Regions from separate parts of the Mus musculus genome. Here region 1 is linked to region 2. A link is a contact called in public HiChIP or PLAC-seq data. All regions are on one chromosome and are shown on one strand. The core of a region is the stretch at or near the end of the contact, and the rest is flanking DNA. Distances in the headings are between cores, read along the strand shown.

Evidence for each region. HiChIP or PLAC-seq counts read pairs in DNA pulled down with a chosen protein or histone mark.
Region 1: a FOXA1 HiChIP or PLAC-seq map of pancreatic cancer cells shows a contact between it and region 2, with 4 times the contacts expected there. The contact joins the enhancer-like site here to the promoter of Edn1 in region 2. A contact is called at or near these places in 1 of 39 promoter capture datasets (macrophages), 12 of 484 Hi-C or Micro-C datasets (the AML12 cell line, the HL-1 cell line, LSK cells and 5 more), 5 of 115 datasets of contacts at active chromatin or transcription factors (bone marrow-derived macrophages, embryonic fibroblasts, embryonic stem cells and 2 more) and 2 of 9 other capture datasets (adipose tissue and liver).

What each region holds. Positions count from the first base shown.
Region 1 is chr13:42,350,547-42,354,528 of GRCm38.p6, reverse strand. No RefSeq gene overlaps it. Among named protein-coding and RNA genes, the nearest start is that of Gm32833, 51 kb to the left of the region's middle. Within about 2 kb of position 2,663, at least 36 of the 459 cell types and tissues checked have an H3K27ac peak or open chromatin away from gene starts, as enhancers often do. A contact at or near this core is called in the HL-1 cell line, embryonic fibroblasts and pancreatic cancer cells, where this site is marked.
Region 2 is chr13:42,299,121-42,303,490 of GRCm38.p6, reverse strand. It overlaps Edn1 (endothelin 1), which reads right to left and starts at 2,015. Exons shown (of 5, transcript NM_010104.4): 1 at 1,533-2,015. The coding sequence starts at 1,596.

The DNA.
Region 1 (3,982 bases), core at 1,414-3,913, 50 kb before region 2:
TGCAGATGTGAAGATAGGATACTCTCCTGTTGTTCCTAACATCTGAATGCCACACTTTTAATGTGGACATAATATATTGTTTAATTTTTGGTGCCCATCATAAATGGAGTGTATGGTTGTGATATAAAAGAGTTATGAGTTATAGCTTTATTCATACATTTCTATTCATATTGAGATTTGTTCCATTTTGATCCTATACATGCTGCCCAATCCAGATGACAGAGGCATGAAATTGGAGCATCCCTGTAGGTGACTGGGACATTAGATGAGAGCAGCCTCACAGTTCAGTGGTTCTCTGTCTTCCTAATGCTGTGACCCTTTAATGCAGTTCCTCATGCTGTGGTGACCCCAAAACATAAAATTATTTTCGTTACTATTTCACAGTGGTAATTTTGCTACTGTTATTAACTGGAATGTAAATATCTATGTGTTCCAATGGTCTCAAGTGACCCCTGTAAAGGGTCATTCGATCCCATAGGGGATGTGACCCACAGATTGAGAACTGCTGCTGTAAATGATCCGTGTATAAGGTTAGGGCATCTGCAGTGATGATCAGGGCATGAAATGAAGTTATTTCTCCAGCAGCAAAATGAGCCAATGCAAGCCAGATTAGGATATATGAAAGGTACGTTTATTGGGAAGCTGCTCTTGAGTGAGTTCACTGACCCCAAGGATTGAGGCAGAGAGAGAGAGAGAGAGAGAGAGAGAGAGAGAGAGAGAGAGAGAGAGAGAGAAGAGAGAGAGAGTGAGAGAGAGAGAGAGAGGAGAGAGAAGAGAGAGAGATGGAGAAAAGAGAGAGAGATGGAGAAGAGAGAGAGAGAGATGAAGAAGAGAGAGAGCGCGCGCGCTCAAAATGCCTGAATTATATAGGGGATCCTCTGGGGGAAGGGTGGCTCAGCCCTTGGGAGGAAAGTTCCGGGTTGTTGTGGGCAGAGTATGCTAGGTAGGGACTGAGAGATGCTGGGAAAACCTGGGTGCCAAGTCTGCTTTGATATCTAAAATATGCACCTTAGCCCCTTGTCCCTGTTCAAAACCAAACAGGCATTCCCACCAATACCATAGGACCTATTCTGCTTGGTGCTGTTTCAAGTTGGAGCCTAGCTGAAGCAAGTATGTTAGTGGGAGTAGAGATTTATAGCTGGGCCTGATTCCATCATCTCTCTGTTTCCTGGTGCACCCAGGTGCAAGCAAGCAACTTTGAGTGTTTCTCTTGTCACAGTGAAGAGCGACATCTATCACCCTATGAAAAGTACCATTACTGGACATGCTGGACAGTACCCTCAAACTGTGAGCCCAAGTAGAAGTGTCCTTCCATCAACTGCTTCTTGTTAGGAATTTAATAATTTCAACAACAACAACAATAATAAAAAAGGACTAATATAGTCCTGCAATAGTTGCTTCTGTTTTTAACATTCAGACTTTTTTCTTCTCATTACTCCCTAATCAACGAAGCATAGCGAGAACTATAACCCATACAAGCATCGTGCTTGTGATCTCAGGCAACCCAAAGTTCCCATGGTATGCATGGAAAGAGTGGGTTGGAAATCAATCTCAGGTTCATTTTCTTTTCTTTTTTCTTTTTTCTTTTTTTTTTTATTTTTATTGTTTTGTTTTGTTTTGTTTTGCCTTTTTTTTGTTTTTTGTTTTTTTCAAGACACGGTTTCTCTGTGTAGCCCTGGCTGTCCTGGAACTCACTCTGTAGACCAGGCTGGCCTCAAACTCAGAGATCCGCTTGCCTCTGCCTCCCCAGTGCTGGGATTAAAGGCGTGTGCCACCACGCCTGGCTCAGGTTCATTTTCAACATAGATAATCTCAATATTCTTGATAAGAAATATTGGTGACAAGAGAACAGGTTCATGGGAACTTTTCAACATTACTGTAGGACAGAAGCAATAGGGGAATAGAGGGGGATAAAATAGGAAGCCATGGCCACTGTGTGAGCCTAGAGCATGGAAGATCCTGCAGAGTCTCTGACAACAAAGGATCATTAAGAAACAACTAAAAGCTTGCATGTGTCCCTTCATGCCAGAGCAAACACAGACACTGTTAACCCTTTGTTCCCAGGCTCCCGTCTTTGATGCCTCCTCTGCAGATGGACTATTTAAGCTAAGGCAGGCAGGAATTCATCCCCTGAGCTTGCAGCTCTAACAGGAGAGCATTCTTGCTTTCATATTCTTGGCATTGTATGCAGTTTCATGGGATTTGTCTGCCAGAAACCCATGGCGCTCAGCTATAGAGGTCTCCCATGCTCGGGGAAGGCTCCTTATTCTTTGGGGCTCTGTGTACAGCAGAGGAGAGCTATGTCTACAACTAAAGATGAAACAGCAGTAAAAAGAAAGTGAAAACGAAAGAAGCAAACCCACTTTGCAGTCAGTGTTGAAAAGTACATCAGAGAGAATGATCCTGGGCCTCTCTGTCCACGAGGCAGGTTGAGGAAGAATGATCTGGGTTATACTTACGAGAAGAGCTAATTAGGATTTTACTCTTCAATTGGTCACAATTCAAAGCCTATGTAGGAACTCAGGGGAGCTCCCAGTCCTTGATACGTGCACAGGTTTATGCAGTCCTGTCCCACTTTTTACTGAATGCACGACATCCTGGCCCCAACCCTGTCCTACACCCAACACCAGCCTCTTACACGGCCACACATTCTTGCACTGACTCACATAGCAAATATTTATGATGCCTCCGGTATGAGCTAGACACTCTGTTATGCTTGGAGGGTGTAAAGATGAAAAGACACAGAACGAGAGTGGGAGGGACATGTAAATCAACAATTAGTGCTCCGTGATGGCACACTGTGATGGAGGGATGCCCAAGGAGACCACACAGGTGAGGACAAATAACTCAGCCTGGAGGGTGGCAAGGGTGCTGGGAAATAGCCTTCTAAGAGGAGGATGCTTGGGGTACAAAGAGCAGCCCTTGCAGACAGAGAATCCAGCAGCATCAGTTACCTGTAGAGGAGCCAGGAAAACAAGGGCATCTACTTTGAAGTATCTTAAAGACCACTGACCCTCTAATAGTTCCCACATTGCCTGGGTATTTGAAATGGTCCCATCTCTAATGACTGAGTTAAGGGGCCATCTCTGCGTATACTACAGTGTTTCTTATTGTTGCTTTTTAAGGCAGAATCTCTTATAGATCAGATATAGCCAAAGAGGGCCTAACATCCAATATAGATTGGTTATCCAAAATTCTTGTGACCAGAAGTATTTGTTTCAGCTTTTGGACTATTTGCACGTGTCTGATGAGCCATCTTGGGTAATCCTATGGAAGTCTAAGCAAGAACCCCTCTTTCTGTATATGCTTTACAAACATACTCTTCGATTCATTTCAAGCAATCAACTTTAATAATTTTGTGAACGAGACTGAGATTTCACCCTATGAAATTTTCTTCTTGTAGCATCATGATGTTGTGTAGAAATTTTTGGAGTTGGCAGCAGTTTTGATTTTGAAATTTCAGGGCTAGGTCTAAAATGTCTACAAAGAGCAGAGCTCTGTTCAGAGCTTGGGGCAAAGTTTTCAATTCTTTATTCTCATCTCCTCTGCTTCCTGAAAGCAGCCCCAAAATGTTGCCATTATATTCCTGGGTCTTGATGAACTAGGAGCCTTAGAATGAAGTCCAGAAGCTACACAAGCTGCAACATCACACATAGAGAGTTCACTCTGGTTTCCTCTTTGGTAAAATGAAAGAAGTCTTGTTCCTGTAGAGTTGCTTCAAAGACTGTCATGGATCATGTGCACAGCATAGATCATAGGCACTCAATAAATGCTTCTTCTACCCACCTCAGGACTTCCACTTCCACTGTCTTTCCCTTCATAAGGATAACAGCTGTGACAGCATTCGTTGGAAGAAACCACATAGTGACCTTCTTAACATACTAACAGTTACTTTAGGTTCTCTGATTATGAACATGCTTTGGTTTGAATTGGGCTGGTGGGTCCCAGAAAGGCAAAGAGATGGATAAAATATGGGACCTAG
Region 2 (4,370 bases), core at 766-3,265:
GCACCCTAGTATTCAGGTCAGATCTAGCAGCGCAAATAGAAGCAGACAAGGCATAAAACTGCCTTTAGCCAGAAACACAAACAGAAAGAAAAGAGCTTCCTTTGTTCTCCGTGCCTAACAGGACTTCACCCTTACCCTGGCTGGCTTATCCACCTGCAGGGAGATCACACACACACACACACACACACACACACAGAGAGAGAGAGAGAGAGAGAGAGAGAGAGAGAGAGAGAGAGAGAGAGAGAGAGAGGAAAGGACTCCCCAGCCTTCTGAAGCCGCTTTGAAGTAGATACTGTCTGGTGGAATTTTGAGGGAGTCCATACCTGAGACATAGAATGGCACAACTCCCATAGATTAAACTGACAGGTGGCCACCAGCAAATAATATAGACTGCCTATTCCTGGCTATGGAGACATGTTCCCTACTCAGGATAAACTCTTTAGGGGTTTCCACCCCATTCCAGCGTGTGTAGGGGCACAGACCAGTCTAGGTGGCATATGGGTGCCTTTTTATAATAGACAGAAAGCAAAAACTTTCAGAAAATGCCTGGACACCGAAAAGAAACTAACTTTACAATATTCACTTCAGGTGGGAGACAAGTTGCCACTGACGGAAGAGAAGGTACAGCTGCTCAGGGAACCCAGGGAAAGTACCCCGTGGGTTCAGAATTCAGAATCTTTGGGCAGCACAGCTTGCTGTGGGACTTGACACCTCCCTCTGGCCCAACACAGCATCGCCGCGCAGTTTATCTGCTCGATTTTGTTCATTCCAAACGATCAGACACATTCCAGGGCTTTCACCCTTTTGACATCCTTTCTCTTTGCTTAGGGTCATGAAAAGACAAAAAGAGGGCACTGACCCTCAAAAAACAGGATGGGAGGAGAAAAGAACCAGCTGTGGCCCGTACTGTCTAATTCCTTAATCAGGCAGGAATGATCCCGGCTCCCCTCCCAGGACAGGTGAATACAACTGCAATAGAGCTCACAGTGTTTGAAGATGCCAAAAACCTGCCAAATGAAACCTTAAGTCAATAGTGACAAATTTTAAAGAAAGCATGTGCTTCGCCCTGAAACCGCCTGCGGGGTTATTCAGCGCATGGTTGATCGGCAGGTGATTTCCCTGCTCACGGTGTGCCTGCATGACCCGAATAAAATTCCTTGGCTTTAAGTTGGAGTGTTTCAATATTTTACACATTAGCGCACTATCAAGACAACGTTTGAATAAGCCCCTAAATGAACCGTGCAACCCTAAACACACTTATTTCAAAATAGATTTTTGCTTCAGCTGTACTGCTACAACGTTATTTTGAAGCTATGCGATACTCGGTTGTAGTCAGTTGTATTCAAACAGGGGTTTTATTTCTTTCGCTTCACACAGAAGTTAATTAATTGTAAGGCACTTGCTGCTGGAGCTTCAGTAATTAAAAAAATAAATAAAAAGGAAAGAATGAAAGAAAAGAAAGAAAGAAAAGTGGAAAACAGAAGCGATAACTGCGCTGCGCTGAAGTAGAAAGATTCGCAAGTGGCGCCTACCTGTTTCTGGAGCTCCTTGGAAAGTCACGAACAGCAGAGAGAAGATCACGGGAAAATAATCCATTCTGCAAAGGGGTCAGAAGAGTGGGGAAAAAGGAAAAAAAGAAAACTCGGTTGCAAATGGAACTCAATGCAAAACGAAGAGGACGGTGTCTGGTCGCTCTGATCGCCTCTGGGTTTTTTTGTTTTTTGTTTTTTGTTTTTTTTTTAGATCTCAGCGCGGTCCTCAGCAAGTGGCCCTTCCACTGGGGCGAAAGCGTCGCGGGCAGCCGGGAGGCAGCGCGCAAGGACAGCGGAGCAGACCGGGTCAGGCTCTCAGCGCCGGTGCAGGAACGCTTCTGACTCGGACAGTTCTCCGCCGCCTTTTTATATTGAACCCCTATAGAGTGGGGGTAAACAGCTCTGACTTTATTCCAGCCCTAAACAATGTTATTGTGTGATTAGTCACCCACAGGCAACGTGCAGCCAGAGATAAGACCCGGCTCTAGAGGAAATCACGGCTAACTTCAGAGGCAGACGCCCGCCGTCTGACAATCCAGGGGCAGGGCTAAGAAAAAGAAAACACCCACTAGACAGAGACCGCTGCAGAACCTGCAGAGAGCAGCAGCCCGCTTCCCCTTTTGCTAGCTGCCAGCCCCAGAGTTCAAGAATCAAGAGTTTCTCCAGAAGCAAAGTCACCCCATTGGAATGAAAAGTATGAAGTACAATTAAATAGATTGTATTGTGCGCGCGCAGGGGGGTGGGGTGGAGGTGGGGCTGATCATTGTTCACTTGATTTTCCTTTTATGTCTTTCTGATCAAACAAGGGGACGATCCCCACTCTTCGCTCTTGAATCCCAGCTACTGGGGCGGGCGGGGAACCAGATTAGTTTGGAAGATCACCCTACTTTTCCACCACCACCCCTTCCACCAAGTCTTTTCTAAACTAAAGTACTTCGCATTTGAGGTGAGAAAGATTCCGTCAGGAGTTAGCAAGGAAGGAAAACTAAATAATAATGATAACAACAACAATGTGGTTTTGTCAGGTACATCCTTATCTCCCTAGTATCGCCGATCAGAAGTACACGTACACACACACACACACACACACACACACACACACACACACACACTCGCCCTCCAATATTTCTTGTGCCCAGCCTCTCCCTGGGAATTGCTGCTATCGCGAAGGATCTTGAGAAATGGCAGAGACGACCGCCAGGGGGAGATGGAGAGCTGCAGGGGCTTATGCTTTAATAAGATAAAACAACTAAAGCCTCGGCTTCTAAATGATTAGTAACAAGCTGTGGCCAGGCAGAGAAGGGGCGCCTCACATACTAAAGAGAGGTGGCTTCAGGGCATTCCATTATTCCCTTCCCCGACTTTCCAGAGTCTCCTCCACATCACTTTGCTTCTTTACTCGGGCAAACCTGCGGTCTGTGCTTGATTAGAAAGCTACAAGGGGGGTGTGGGGAGGGAAGGACTGCCGATGCTGAATATGTGCATCAGATCATACCTCACCCTTTAATAACGTGTTTACATTTTCCAAACAGTTTCCTGTCTATTTTACCATGAAAGACTCCCTCCCCCAGGTGTCCATGGGTTATTAAGGCACAAGTGACAACATGTCTTCATGAATAAAGCAAAACACACAGAAAACACGTTGGCTTTTTTCAACAAGCTCCCGGAATGCCCATAAGCTGGAAACAACACACAGGATCCACGCAGAGTGGTTTCCCTAGGATGCTACCACAAAGGTCCCTTCTTCATCCCGTCTTGTTTGACTTCAGTTTTCCCTGGGAGTAGAGGCCAAAATAGACTCAATCCAGTCCATGCAACCATTTATTTCTTCACCTCTACAATCAAAAGGCAGACTTGATAGCAATACCCACGCTGTGGACAGAGACATGCTTAGGCCTAGTGACCTCTCTGGGAATCTCAGTAGGGGAGACACAGCAGCAGCAGCAGCAGCAGCAGCAGCAGCTTTAGGTCACTAAGAACTCTGTCCCTTAGGAGACTCTGGACTAAGAGCTGGAGACATTGAAGAAGCAGGAACCAGCATCCCTCCCACACCCACACCCGAGGCCCAGGGCCACTGGTAAGCCTCTGCCTCTGCTTTGCTTACCTCAGCCCAACCCCTGAGGGTGGGGGCCAGGAGGTGACAACTGCCCCTAGACCTGGGCCCCAACAGGAAGCCAGCTCATCCCACCCCAGCTCCTCAGGGGACCTGGAGGAGAGGAGAGCTGATGTCACCGGAAGGTCCAAAGCCCAAGTTTCCCACCAGCAAGAGAAAGGTGAGTGGGAAAACAAGTACTCCCCTCCCCCCCACACCCCTTTCTGACCTCCTGGCCAATTTGGCCAAACACTGGCAACTGTCAGGACCAACCTGTCCTCAGCTCCACCCCGGAAATGCCCAACCCAGTTCTGGAAGGCATCCCCAGTGTCTAGCCTGAGCCATCATCCTTCAGCTGAGGGACCTCTGCAGATAGCGATGGCCACAGCATCAGGGAGAGAAGGAAAGCAAAGGAGAACTGTCCAGGTGTTTTTCTACTACCCACTCCCTTCTTGTGTACCTGTGCCACTCTGAACATACACTCAGAAGTAAAATGCAAACCTCGGCAGCCATCCACTCTGAGCTTCTTCTAAAGCTCCGTGATAGCAAACCCCAAATAAAAACAAGATCTTAGCCCTGGGAGGGTCCCATCTTTCCAGGTATAATCCTACCTTTTATGTTTTATCCTGAATTCTCTAGGCCTCTGTGTATATATGTATTGTGTACATGCATGGGCACCTATGCCTCCTTTTTTATGTAGGCTCTGCCTCCTGCCCATCTCTCCACATCTGTCCCTTACAGCTGCC